Regions from separate parts of the Gossypium hirsutum genome. Here all the other regions are linked to region 2. Evidence: chromatin contacts called from public Hi-C data. All regions are on one chromosome and are shown on one strand. The core of a region is the stretch at or near the end of the contact, and the rest is flanking DNA. Distances in the headings are between cores, read along the strand shown. Region 1 has its middle 11 kb from the start of LOC107899505. Region 2 has its middle 21 kb from the start of LOC107899512. Region 3 holds the start of LOC107899520 (probable 3-deoxy-D-manno-octulosonic acid transferase, mitochondrial). Region 4 holds the start of LOC107899519 (F-box protein PP2-A15). Region 5 holds the start of LOC107899506 (RING-H2 finger protein ATL73).

Region 1 (2,700 bases), core at 75-2,574, 480 kb before region 2:
ATCAATTGATTGTAAAGTCTGAGTCTGATGTAGAAAGTAAAGCTAAGAATCCCTAATCTGGTGAGTATTAAGACTATCTGGATCAACTTGAACCTAATGGCCAAAAGGAGGAGACTTGTACACCATTGACTATGTCTTTGCATGCCCTACAGGGGTCTTAAGGGTCAAAAATCGTGAGGATGGCTTGATAAATAGGGAATTCCAATGTCATAATACTAGTGGACTCTGGAAGCACCCACAATTTTGTTGATGCCAAGTTAGCTCGACAAATGAACCTCCTTGTGGAACTCTCTACTAGGCTGCAAGTCGCTATTGTTGATGGAGGAATCATGTCTACTCAAGGTGTGTGTAGGTTTGTATAGTGGTAGGCACAAGTTCAGTAGTTTGTAACAAATTTCCTAGTCTTAGCTTTCAAGGGATGCGACTTGGTTCTTGGTATTAAATGGTTAACCACATTGGGGTCCATCATCTGTAATTTCAGTTCTCTTTCTATATAGTTTGAATACAATGATTAATGATGTACTCTGAAAGGAATATTTCTAGGAGCCATTCATATTATAACAGCTACTTAAAGCACTAAGTTGGTGCATCTGAATAGTCAAGAGTCCTTATCCATTTCTCATCACATCGAGTATGTGCACCCTTTTACACATGTTAGGCTTAGTTGACAGTGAGGATCTGCAATTGGTATTGGGTGAATTTAAAGATGTTCTCCATTCTCTAAAGGAATATCCACCTCACCGATTGCAAGAACATTGTATTCCCATCAAGGATAAAAATGTGGTAGTGAAGGTTAGGCCATATAGGTATCCTACTGTGCAAAAGTGTGAAATGGAGACGCTCATAAAGGAAATGCTTGAAGCTGAGGTCATCCGAGATAATTGTAGCCCTTATTCATCATACATTATTACAATGAAAAAGAAGGATGATAGTTGACGCCTTTGTGTGAAATATAGGCAGCTAAATCAATATACCATCAAGGATACCTTCCTTATTCCAGTTATAAAAGAACTACTTAATGAACTAGGGACTACTTCCTATTTTTCCAAGCTTGATTTACGATCCGGGTACTACCATATTTGCACGTGGGATAAATACATTCATAAAACTACTAAGACAAACCAATGCCCCTTCCAACTTTCAATCGTTGATGAATTCTATTTTCAAGCCCTTCTTGAGGAAGTTTGTCTTAGTAGTTTTTTATGACATCCTTGTGTACTTGGACAATTGGCCATCACATTTGGAGCATCTTCGAACAGCCCCACAAATCATATAACAACATAAATTATATACTAAATGGTCCAAATGCACTTTTGGCCCAACTGAAATTGAATATATGGGCTACATCATTTCCAGAGATCAATGGGCATAGATGCCACTAAGGTGGAAGCGGTACTTACTTCGCCTACCCCTACTTGGCTTATGGAGCTTTAATGGTTTCTTTGACTTCTTGGATATTATATACAAATTATAAAAAATTATGGCACCTTAGCTCATCCCTTAACCAATTTGTTTAAAAAAATATGTCAAGCGGCATTGGTCTTCTGAAGTTTAGGCAGCCTTCCGACAGCTCAAGCCAGCAATGTGTCAGACACCAATTCTAGCCCTGCCCAATCTCAACACCAACCTCTGCATTCACACGGATGCCAGTAGTCAAGGTATTAGGGAAGCCTTGCAATAGAAGGGACGATCTCTAGCTTATTTCAGCAAAGCCTTAGAGATCAAGCATCAAGCCTTGTCTATATATAACAAAGAGATGTTGGTTGTACTGCTACCAGTAAAAAGGTGGCTCCCCTATCTTGTGGGAAAAAGGTTTCACATACGGGAAAATCATCAAAGTTTGAAATTTCTAACTAATGGACATACCATTACTCCTTACCAGAAATAATGGGTTGCTAAAATGCTTGGCTGTGATTACTTGGTGACTTACAGGAGGGGAACTCAAAGCGTAGTAGCAGATGCTTTGTCTCGAAGACCACAAACGGAAGAGGAACAACTCCTACAATGCACTAATAGTATCATTTGGTCTAAAATATGGTTTAGGATTTTAGCTTCCTCACTAGCAAATCCTAAACTACATCAACTTTGCTTAGAGGTTCAACAACAATCACACCTTTACCCTAAGTACTTGTGGAATGGACAGGTTTTGAGGAGGAAAGGAAAAGTTGAAACGGGCAATTATGACACTCTTAGGAATTACCTCTTCAACCATTTCCATAGGGGGTAGCTGGAGGGCATTTTGGAGTCCATGCTACCAAATATCGAATGGCCAGTTTACTCTATTTGAAAGGCCTTTCCAATGACATCAAGGAATGGGTGAAGAAGTGCCCCATTTCCCAAGCTTGCAAATCTGACCAGGCTGTTTCTACTAGCCTACTTGAACCCTTACCTATACTTGATCAAGTATGGTCTGCAGTGAGTTTAAATTTTATCGAGGGCCTCCCAAGCTAGAAAAGGAAAGACAATGTTCTAGTTGTGGTCAACCGATTGACCAAGTATGGCCATTTTGTGGCTCTTACTCACCCATTTTCAGCACTTACAGTGGCCTAAGCTTATTTAGATCATACTTATAAACTGCATGGTCCTTCCTGCAACATTGTATCAAATAGGGACTGGGTCTTTCTTAGCAAGTTTTGGAAAGAACTTTTCAAACACCTTGGCACTCATACCCACATGTCCACAGCCTACCATCCTTAAATG
Region 2 (2,700 bases), core at 161-2,660:
TGAAATAGATACGTAAACTATATATGGTACAGGTACAGGACCAGGGTAAAGAAGGGAAGAGTAATTAGGGGGAGGCTATAATTTTTCAATCCATGTCCACTATCCATCCCCATAAACACCCAACTCCTTCGCCACCACTTACTCCAAAACCATCGATACACCCTTGTTCCTCGTCTCTTCCCAAAATCAAAATCAGAATATCATTCTCGATTCAATTTAATTAAATTAATTAAATTGCAATTCAATAATAAAAAACATTATAATTTAACATGCCATAAAATCTTTTTTTGAAACAAAAACGACCACAAAGGTCAACTAAGATTAATTATGAAACATCACAAATTACAGCATTGTGGATTTCCGGCGGATAATCCAATTCGAACAAATTGTTTTCGGCCTCGCTATACATTTTTTTACAAAGTAAATGGGCCACCTTATTACAAGACCGTTCGGCCCAAATTAAATTGGCAGAATTAAAAAATTCAAAGGCAGCAGCACAATCCTTAATTCGTGCGCCAATTGTAGTGATGTCATTGACTAAATTGTTTAGTCTGTTGACCAACCCCACATGGTCGGTCTTAAAAAGAACGTGTTTTTTAACTGTAGTCTGCGCGCCACTTTAATGCTCTCTTCGAAGGCCACGCACTCAGTTTCTTCCACCGACATCCCACCCTCTTTGAAACCCCCGCCGCCACCTAGAACAAAGCCTTCTTCATCTCTGACGACCATCCCGTACCCGATTCTATTTTCACCAACAGTAGCATCAAAATTTATTTTAATAAATCCCTTTGGAGGTTTGTTCCACTTTTTCTCCACGACGTTCTGTGACATTAATGGCTCGTTCATCATATTGCATATTTGAAACTCCTTGGTCAAGTTGTTAGCTCTTTCCCATATTTGCTTAGCCTCTTCTTCTTTTCCCCTGAAGATAAAGTTGTTCCTGTTATTCCAGTAGTTCCATAGGGTTGTTATCAAGTCGGCCATAGCTCTTTTGTCAAGGACCCGCATCAAGTCTTCCAACCAATCAATGCAGTGATCGTAATTCTTAGAAATAAAGCTCCTGGACCACCCTCCAATCGACAAAACTGCTCTCGAGGTTGGGCAGTCTTTTAAAGCATGTAACACAGTTTCGGTCTCTACTCCGCATCGAGGACATCCCTTGTCAAAATCCTGTCTGATAGAGGCGATCTTACTGTTCGTGGGGAGGATTTCATGCCCCACCCTCCACGCAAAAACCCGGATCTTCGGTAGAGTATCAAGCTTCCATAATGCTTTCCAAAGGAACCTGTGAGGGCCGTATCCCATTCCTTTCAGCAACAGCCATGAATAGGCAGATTTTAAAGTATAACACCCGTAAGGGTTATGAAACCATATCAGTCTATCTTCCTGGCCCTCCCCTCCAATGGGAATATTGCAAATCTTATCCCCCCAATCTTGTCCATACGCGTGTCTGACTTTATTAACCTCCCAACACCTCCATTCCACATGCCAAAGATTTTTCACACTCTTTCCATCTCTTTTTCGAGTGTTGCTTATAATAACATCCCCATTGAGCCCTTCCATTCCCCAATTATCATCCCAAATATTTATCTTCTCGCCGTTTCCAATCTGCCAACCAAAGCCATCTTTAAGCGCTTCCGCCGTTGTCGCAATACTTGTCCAAGTGAAAGACGCTTTGTCCACCTTTTTAGCATTAAAAATGTTGCCATCAGGAAAATATTTTGAAGAGAAAACCTTGAAGCAGAGAGTATCAGTATTGTTTATTAGTCTCCACACTTGACGCCCTAAGAGAGCCAGGTTGAAGAGTCGCATATTTCTAATTCCAAGCCCTCCCATAGCCTTTGGCTTACACAGCGTTTTCCATGGGATCATTGTCCAGAATCTCCCTTTATCTTTTCCCGACCACCATGTTCTGCTAAGCTTAGCTTGAATGTCATCGATGATGCTTTTGGGGGCCAAAAAAATTGACAGAGCGTACGTAGGGACGAATTGGAGAACCGCTTTAATGAAGACTTCTTTACCCCCAAAAGAGATAAATCTCTTTGTCCAGTTGTTAATCCTGCAAGACAATCTATTAGTAATCTCTTGGAAAGCCACTGTTTTTTTTCTTACCAATCGGGATAGGAAGGCCTAGGTAGTTGTTTAAGTTTTCCACCACCGTCATGCCTAGGAGACCACTAAGGATTGTTCTCTGGTCACGTGAGGTGTTAGGACTGAAAATGACCATGGACTTTTCAAAATTAATCTCTTGCCCTGAAATATTAGAGAAAGTGTAAAGCATGTTAACAAGGCTCTCCACATCACTCTTTTTATTTTTCACAAACAACAGTGCATCATCAGCAAAAAACAAATGATTTATTCTGGGGCCGTCTCTGCTGGCCCTTATGCCTCTTAAAATGTTGTTCTTTTGAGCATGGATAAGCATTCTCGAAATAGCTTCCATACAAAATAAGAACAAATAAGGAGAGAGGGGATCCCCTTGTCGGAGACCCCTTTCAGGGATGAAAGTATCAAATAAAATGTTGTTACATTTAACCGTATATTTAACCGAACGAACACAATCCATAATGTTGGCAATCCACTTTCCATCGAATCCCATTTTCTTCATAATTATTTCCAGAAAGTTTCACTCTACACGATCATAAGTTTTGCTCATGTTGAGCTTGACCACGAGCCCTTTATTAGGACCATTTTTAGAGC
Region 3 (2,700 bases), core at 40-2,539, 410 kb after region 2:
TAAAGGACTTTGCAGACAATCGAGCATTTAATAATGCCAGACCAATCTGAAATAAAAAAATAAAATTCATACGTTATAAAAGATTAAAAGACCTGAAACATAATAAAACACCCTAAATGTAAAACTGAATATCATATAATAGAGTAGACAAACGGTGTAGACTTCATAACGTGTGCCGAAAATTCATCCTTTTTTCTCAAGATCATTCAGCAAATGTATAGGAATTAAAAGAAAAAAATCAGACACGTAGCTGAACAAACCAATGGCGTACTTTCTGTTCCCTCAAAGGGTCCAAAATGAAGTGATATACATACATGCATCGCAAAGTAGGAAACAACTTACTCCACATTTGGAAGCACCAATAATAAGGTTCGGCCATAGTTCACTCTCCATTATTACAATCCAATTTGGCTTCCAATACCCAAGGAAAGCATCCATGGCAGCAGGTGTATCAATTGGAGCAAACTGTTACAAAGTTCTAAAGTTTCACTACATATGTATATAAGAAAAAATGAAAACATAATTCATAACTTAAGTGAGTTGAATGCATCAGGACCAATCTTCCAAGTTTCAAATTCCAAGTAAATCAAACATTAGTTGTATGTTAGGTAACTAACCTGATATATAACATTATCTGGAAGTCTATCTTTCAGCACTTCACTGCAAAAAGAAAGATAAACTGAAATGGCATACACAGTTTTTATCTGTAAATTAACTAAAGGATCAAATTACAGCTATTACTATTTATAATTTAAAAACGAATTGAAGATTTTCCGACGATCTTAACACATTTAACTAGATAACTTTAAGCGCTCGTAACAAGATTAATTAAAAAAAAGAAAAAAAAAACAGAAATGAAATTTAAGGCGACGTCTTACAATGCGGAAAGTGTCGTCGTTGTCATCAAAATGTGGACATCAGGTCTCCGTTGACTACAAAATTTAATGACAGGAATGGCGGCCATTCCTTCTCCTAAAGAGACGGCGTGGAACCACAGAAGTGGGCCGGAGGAGGGACGGCGGAGGGAAGGCCGACCTAAGCGTTCGCGCCACCTGATAGGGTGCTCCAGGCCTCGGAGCTTGCGCCAGTGTAAGTGAAGGTGCAGCAAGGGTGATAGACCGTAGGTTAAAGCTCTGTAGATTTTGTAAACTATCTCTCCCTTTGCCATTGGTCCCGTCATCGCCGTTTTAATTTTGGATTATGCTTTGTTTTGGGACCGCTCTATCTCCATTTTGTTTTTAAAAGGTTAGTTTGTTTAGTCGGGTTATTATGGGAGCAAAATTCGATTCACTCCAAAAATAAGAGAAATTTTAAATTTTATGAATTGAGTTTTAATTTAATTTAATTTTTAAATTCAAATAATTGGAATATTAAATTGTAATATTTTATATGTTTATTCTAAATCTCCAAATCTTTTTATTTTTTCTCAATCATTTATTCCCTCTCATTCCATCCCCCAAATTTAAATTTTACTCTTCCCCTACTTTTATTTTAGGACAAAATATCAAAAAAAGCCATTTTTTTAATTTATCGAAATGAGCCTAGTATTTTATTATTTACCGGAATGGGCCCTTTTCCTCTAAATCGCATCCACGTTAGCGCGATGTCAGGGGACGTGCTAGGAAATCGCGTCCACATCAGCGCACTTTGCTGACATGGCAACAAATCGCATCCTCTGAAGCGCGATTTGTGTCCACGTCAGCAAAGCGCGCTGACATGGACGCGATTTCCTGGCACGTAGCGCCCCTAGGGACGCGATTTCGCCGTGTTTTCCACCCTAGGGTTTTTAGGATTTTTAGAGAAAAAAGTAAATAAATAAGGGATTAGGGTTTAGGGTTTCGTAATTAAATTAATTAAAATTTATTCAAAATTGGATTACGTTTCGTGTTTATGGGTTTTTAAGATAAATCAAAGCAGGATGATTTATCAGAAGGATTTTTGAAGTCGCACCCACGTGTACGCGCTTTTGCTACAGTAGGTCCTGGAAAAATAATTTCAACTTGACGTTTCTGAGCAAATAGTTTAAAAAACGCTTCAAGCAGGATCCTTTATGAGAAGACTTTGTGAAATCGCGCTCTCGTGGACGCACTTTTGCTACAGTTGGTCTTGGAAGAAATAATTTCGAGTTGACGTTTTTGAGCAAATAGTTTAAAAAACGCTTCAAGCAGGATGCTTTATAAGAATAATTTGTGAAGTCGCGCCCACGTGGACGCACTTTTGCTACAGTATGTCCTGAAAAATAATTTTGAGTTAACGTTTCTGGGCAAATAGTAAGTTAAGGGTTTAGGGTTTTCAATTTAAGGGTTTAGGGTTTAAAAGTTAAAAGTTAGGGTTTTTAAGTTAAGGGTTTAGGGTTTTAAAGTTAATGGCTATGGTTTTTAGGTTTAGGGGTTAGGGTTTTTAAATTAAGGGTTTAGGGTTTTTAGGTTAAGGGTTTAAGGTTTTGTAAATTAAATTATGTATTTAATTATAATTTATAAATTTATAAATTTTTAATAAGTTAAGGGTTTAGGGTTTTTAAGTAATAACTCAAAAAAATTTCTATTTTATTACATCAAAAAATATCAAAATATTCAAAATATTTGTACAAATAAATTTAAATACAAAAATCAATGTCTGTACCCGTGGGATTCAGTGCCACATGGCGGCCGTCGACGGTTACGCGCTGGATTCCTCCTTTGTCCAGCTTCTGGCGGCGGT
Region 4 (2,700 bases), core at 177-2,676, 330 kb after region 2:
TACAGCTCTATCAAACAAAATCATCTTTCTTCAGACCAAATATACCTTGAGATTAAGAATGTGGCAACCAAGACAAACACCAAATTCCATACATCATGCATATATGTACGTATACATTTATGTATGCGTATATGTATAAGCATATATACATACATCATCTTGAGCTCAATAATGAATGATCAACAAAGATGCAAATATTCAGAGGTTTCAGCCTTTCCACATAATACCATTTGTATAAAAACAACATCAACAAGCAGCAAAGCCTAGAAAACAGCAGTTGATTAGCATCCAAATGCATTTCCTTCCACCAAAGGAAAAAAAAAAAGGTGTAGATTGATAATACAATTTACCAAGAGTTCCATTCCAAGAAATATATAGCTTATGCATCTACATGCTCCATGTAGAAGAAAAATTACAAGCAACTAATTCTACTTTATGCTAGTTCAAGCAATCAATACAAAAATCCCACTCCTATGGTTAAAAAAATTTACTAGAAACATTTCAAGATACAAGTATCTCAATCCCATATTAAGTGAACGTCAGATTAATAAATTCTACTTGAAACTTTAGCATCGAAATGTGATGATGTTAATATCAAACCTAGATTCTTCAGTAGAAACCCTATTCCAATATCTCCGATCATCGATTCCAGTAATTGCCATCCCTTTTGCAGATATTGCCATGCATACCCTGCCTGTCACTCTGTCCAGCCACACTTCCTGCATCACCCCATGTTCAACCGTCGATAATCTTCACTTGCTCATCTAATGATAATAAAGCAGCTAAACCAAACAAAAAAGGAAAATCATGTAAAAAGGAAATGGTTAAATATTTAAAACAATAATCAAAAGGTACCGGGCGAAAAAAAACAAACTTCTATAATGACCTACCTTATATCCATCATCAAAAGGTACCGGGCGAGAAAGAAGCGCAAAAATGTCTTTCTTGGACATGTTCTGGTACCTCTCAGGAGGCAACAAATTTAGCAGATCTTGATAATTGGTGGGTAGCTTCTTCACCCAGATGGAATCGGAGGAGGCAGCCCCTCTAAAGGCGCGATTCAACCTGGCGAGATTGCAAATCTCCGGCGGCGTCAAGTTCATGAAAACGCAGGCCAAGCAGCCCTCGGGTATGTCCCCCAATCCTGGTCTCATCCCGGTCCTATTGGTTCCTTCCGTTTGGCTGGAAAGAGAGGCACCCATGAAATCCTTTCTCTTTAAAAAATACCTTGTATTTCTATTTATAAAAATTCAGTGTTTTAGAGGTAGGTTGGTGGTGAGAAGAGTGAAGAGGGGAGGGAGAAAATTTGTGGGTATTTTCTACCATTTTACTTTGGTTTGTTTTTTCCGGGAAAATGTGTGTCTGGGGGAGATGGGAAAGAAACCGAGGCAAAAATGTTGGCTTAGGATTTACCTAGACAGACTTTTGAGGATGCTTTTGGTGGGGTCCATTAACCGAAACGGAAATGGAATGCACCTCATTTATATTTTTATGTCATATGCACCCATATTTTACTTTGAATGATAAACATTTCAATATAATCGAAATGCACGTCTTTCTATATTAATAATAATTTTCACATCAAATAAATACTATCTTAATGAACATGTTGATGAAAATATTTTTTTATGGATGCCCATTATAACCATATTGAATATTTTTCATCCAAATTAGTTAATATCCATAATAATCATGTAACATTCTTTATCAAAAAATCATCAAGTTCTACAATAATTTTAACTTTTTTTAGAGAATTAAAATTGGGTTATATAATTCTATGATTATCTATTTATAATTTTTTAAAATATTAAATTAAAATTTTATCATTTTTAAATATATTAACTTTAAAACTTTATAAATTTTAAATATTTACCACTCCAACGTACTTAAAACATATTGTATTCTTTCACTAAAAAATTTAAGAGATATGAATAGTTTAGAATTGATTAGAAAGACATTATATTTTAAATTCATTAAAAATAGATTTAAATAAAAAAATTTAAGGGTTTTTTACCTAAATAACTTTTAAAAAAAATTAAATACTGAAATAGGTTGTCAACTTGATTATATACAAAAATGGTATGTTCTTTTGGGTCATGCCTATCTGACAGGCGCAACCACTTTTATTATATTAAAATATTATTATTTTATTTTTATTAAAAATATTTAAATATATATACAGGTCAAAATACAGTTAACGGGTTAAAAATACCCGAAACAGGTTGCGCCTGTCGATAGGCGCAACTAGTCGCGCCTGACAGGTAGGCGCAACTAGTCGCGCCTGACAGGTAGGCGCCACTGCCTGCCCACTGCACCCCTCTGCTGCACAGCCCCCCTGCGCCCCTCTGCTGCACAGATACACTGCTTGGCAGTGTGTAGTCCCTTCACAAGGGCAAAATAAATTGTAAATGGGGGACCTTATAAGCATGGTCCCCCAAGTTCAAGCACCCACCGGAAGAGAGAAAGAAATGAGAGAAAAGAGAAGAAAAAAGAAGAAGAAGAAGAAGAAGAAGAAAGAAAAAAAAAAGTAATGTATTATTTTAGTAAATAATTTTGTTTATAATTTAAATAGTTTAATTAAGATGTTGTGAAATTTTTTTGTTATTAATTATTATTTATAAATTGCTTATGTTTAGTGTTTATGATTTTGGGTTTATATTTTGTAAGAATGTATTTTTTTGTTTTTTATAATTATTTTAA
Region 5 (2,700 bases), core at 27-2,526, 460 kb before region 2:
AATTTAAAATGACCCCCAAAAGGGCCCAAGGCCTCGACCCAATTTTTACAAACCTAACTTTGTGAAATTATGGCCTGATTCATTAATAAGAGGTTCTAACGATTCAAAATAATTTTGGATATCAAATATAATATTGAAATATTATTGTCATCATTAAATCTCGAGAATTGATCAAACTATCCTTTGTGGCAAAATTACCTTTTTACCTTTTTTTTTGTCAAATTTAGTGATTTCTTCTTAAAATTTGATAGTTAGACCAAATCAAGTTCATAATTCATTAAAAATATTTATAATAACTCTATGAGTAATGAAAATCGCACTTTAGCTCTTTTTTCGATAAAATATAAAAATTACAATTTAGTCGCTATAATATTCAAAAATTTTAATTTAGTCTCAAAAGTTATGTTCATCCCACCGAATCATAGTCCAATTTATTTCATGATAACTTATCCATAATAATTCATATTTTTCCACTTTTGGGTAATGTTGCACAATGGTCCTCATACTTTTCAAAATTTACTTTATTTAGTTCTTTTTTTTTTGTCAGATTTTCACTTTTTAAATTCTTTTTACATATTCTCAACTCTAATATCAAATTTCTTTTATAAAATTTCTAATTTGAGTCATTGAATAATTTTTTCGATGTTCGAGCCCAAAATCCTACAACGTGTCATATCAAAATTTGCACGACATTACGTTATCTTAGAATAATTATTTTTATCATAGATTCTTAAAAGATAATCTTCTGTGCATCACTCGTTTAAACTTCGTTATCTATACTTTTCTTACTACTTAAACTAAAAAGAAAATATATTCAACTTTCTACCTTGATCCATTAAATATGTTAAGTTTATTTGAGAAAATCGAGGATACTTTTTTTTCATATATTTTAAATTTGAATTTCCAAAATGCTATTTTATTTTTACGAAGCAAAAAATTATTTTGTGATATGTTATTTATTTGATATTTAAAAACTAAATAAATTAATCATGAATTCAAACATTAAAATGTTTAGGAAAATAAAATATTTATTACTCAGTTTTTTGGTGTCATTATCTAACGTAGGCCCATATTATCTTAATTATTATATCTTAAATAGGGTGGTAGGATAAAATAAGATATGAATTGTGATATCATCATATCCTCAAACGTAATCATCCTCCACCAATCAAGTGACACTTGGCCAATTACATACCATACACGTGGGCCACTATCGAAGAATGCCACTTGTAATCTCTCAAGTCTTCAACTTCTCTTGATAGAAGACCAAAGTGTTTCAGCTGTTTTAAAAAACACTACAATTTGTCCATGTTTCATCTTTTTAAAGTTACCACCACAAGTTGTAAAGTTGAAAGAAAACCCGTAGATGGTGAACCATGGATCCTGCAAATGGTGCTCAAGATTCAGGGTCCTTTCTGACTCCTTTGTTGATTTCCTTGGCCGGCATAGTTGCCACTTGTCTAGCACTAATTGTATACCATTTTTTACTTGTCAAATACTGCCTGAGATGGGGAGATCAACCGGATGATGCCACAAATCCCTCCATACCAACTGGGCTTCAACATAAAATCCTGGAAACAATTCCAATCCTGTCTTTCTCCAGGGATAAAGATGAAGAATTGGGCACTCATCAAACTGAATGCGCTGTTTGCTTGGGAGAACTAAAGGAAGGGGAGACTATCCGCTTGTTGCCAAACTGCAGGCATTTGTTTCATGTCCCGTGCATTGACAATTGGTTTTTGGCACATTCTACCTGTCCTATTTGTCGAACACTTGTAGACTATTCTAGTTTAGAATCGCCTCCGGCCAACCATATTGGAGGAGAAAGGGTTCCGTATTTGGCTCGAAACATCGGACAAGGTGGCGATCAGGCCGCATCAACTTCCGGGGTTCAGTCAAATACTTTGTTAAGACATTGTCTGCCCCTGGTGTTCCCTAGAGAAAGTAAAACACATGTGATCACAGGGTTGAAGGGATCCTTGTCAATGGATCAGTTCCACATATACATTAACTTAATAGATGACAGTGGAGATGCTTCTTCTTCAACATCAAAGATGATTTTGTGGAAGAGCAATTCTTGTAAGGCTCCATCTATGAGACAGTTGGATCGAATGTCTTCATTGTTGAGGTCTTTCTCACAATTGCGAGTAGGTAGGAGTAGAACCAGTTATGGAATTCTTCCTTATTAACATGATGTTTGGAAACAAAAATTTGGTTGATGCTTTCTGTTGCTTCCATCATATACTAGATTAATTTGAAAATTTACTTCATCCAGGTTCATAATCCTAAATCATGTTTATACTCTGTTTTATTAAATTTCCAAGCCCTATGTTCGGAAAAAATATTCTAATATGTTGCCACATGCATTCTGGCCAAAATTCTAAATTAGTTTCTACATTTTGAAACATTCTAATTAAGATCATATCATAACGCTAGCCTGCATTAATTTTGGATTTAATGTAACATACTTAAAATATGTTAGATCTACTTTAAACATATATGTTCAGCACATTGATAGCTTAGACATAAAGTAAAAAAAAACCGTGTTTTTAAAATTTAAGATTATTTTTTTTAAACACGTCATATTCAAGTTGCTCATTATAGGTGTAAATGCATTTAAAATTTGATTCACATATTTTTAATATGTTTTAAATCATATCCGTGAAGAAATTTAACGTCTTAACTAACAATTAGGCTGAC

What was found. A called contact is a pair of places that touch in the nucleus more often than the background predicts.
Region 1: a Hi-C map of leaf shows a contact between it and region 2, with 2.2 times the contacts expected there. The contact joins two enhancer-like sites. A contact is called at or near these places in 2 of 34 Hi-C or Micro-C datasets (both in leaf).
Region 3: a Hi-C map of leaf shows a contact between it and region 2, with 1.9 times the contacts expected there. The contact joins the promoter of LOC107899520 here to the enhancer-like site in region 2. A contact is called at or near these places in 5 of 34 Hi-C or Micro-C datasets (leaf and seedling).
Region 4: a Hi-C map of leaf shows a contact between it and region 2, with 2.4 times the contacts expected there. The contact joins the promoter of LOC107899519 here to the enhancer-like site in region 2. A contact is called at or near these places in 5 of 34 Hi-C or Micro-C datasets (callus, leaf and petal).
Region 5: a contact with region 2 is called in a Hi-C map of leaf, with 2.3 times the contacts expected there. The contact joins the promoter of LOC107899506 here to the enhancer-like site in region 2. A contact is called at or near these places in 2 of 34 Hi-C or Micro-C datasets (both in leaf).

The regions. Positions count from the first base shown.
Region 1 is chrD04:39,992,260-39,994,959 of Gossypium_hirsutum_v2.1, reverse strand. No RefSeq gene overlaps it. Among protein-coding and RNA genes, the nearest start is that of LOC107899505, 11 kb to the right of the region's middle. Within about 2 kb of position 1,324, at least 5 of the 9 cell types and tissues checked have an H3K27ac peak or open chromatin away from gene starts, as enhancers often do. A contact at or near this core is called in leaf, where this site is marked.
Region 2 is chrD04:39,514,476-39,517,175 of Gossypium_hirsutum_v2.1, reverse strand. No RefSeq gene overlaps it. Among protein-coding and RNA genes, the nearest start is that of LOC107899512, 21 kb to the left of the region's middle. Within about 2 kb of position 1,410, at least 8 of the 9 cell types and tissues checked have an H3K27ac peak or open chromatin away from gene starts, as enhancers often do. A contact at or near this core is called in leaf, where this site is marked.
Region 3 is chrD04:39,105,278-39,107,977 of Gossypium_hirsutum_v2.1, reverse strand. It overlaps LOC107899520 (probable 3-deoxy-D-manno-octulosonic acid transferase, mitochondrial), which reads right to left and starts at 1,289. Exons shown (of 13, transcript XR_001684707.2): 1 at 879-1,289; 2 at 618-660; 3 at 343-465; 4 at 1-46.
Region 4 is chrD04:39,183,923-39,186,622 of Gossypium_hirsutum_v2.1, reverse strand. LOC107899519 (F-box protein PP2-A15) reads right to left here and starts at 1,426. Exons shown (of 4, transcript XR_005912186.1): 1 at 891-1,426; 2 at 601-719.
Region 5 is chrD04:39,973,302-39,976,001 of Gossypium_hirsutum_v2.1, reverse strand. LOC107899506 (RING-H2 finger protein ATL73) reads left to right here and starts at 1,276. Exons shown (of 1, transcript XM_016825238.2): 1 at 1,276-2,270. The coding sequence starts at 1,377. The coding sequence ends at 2,189.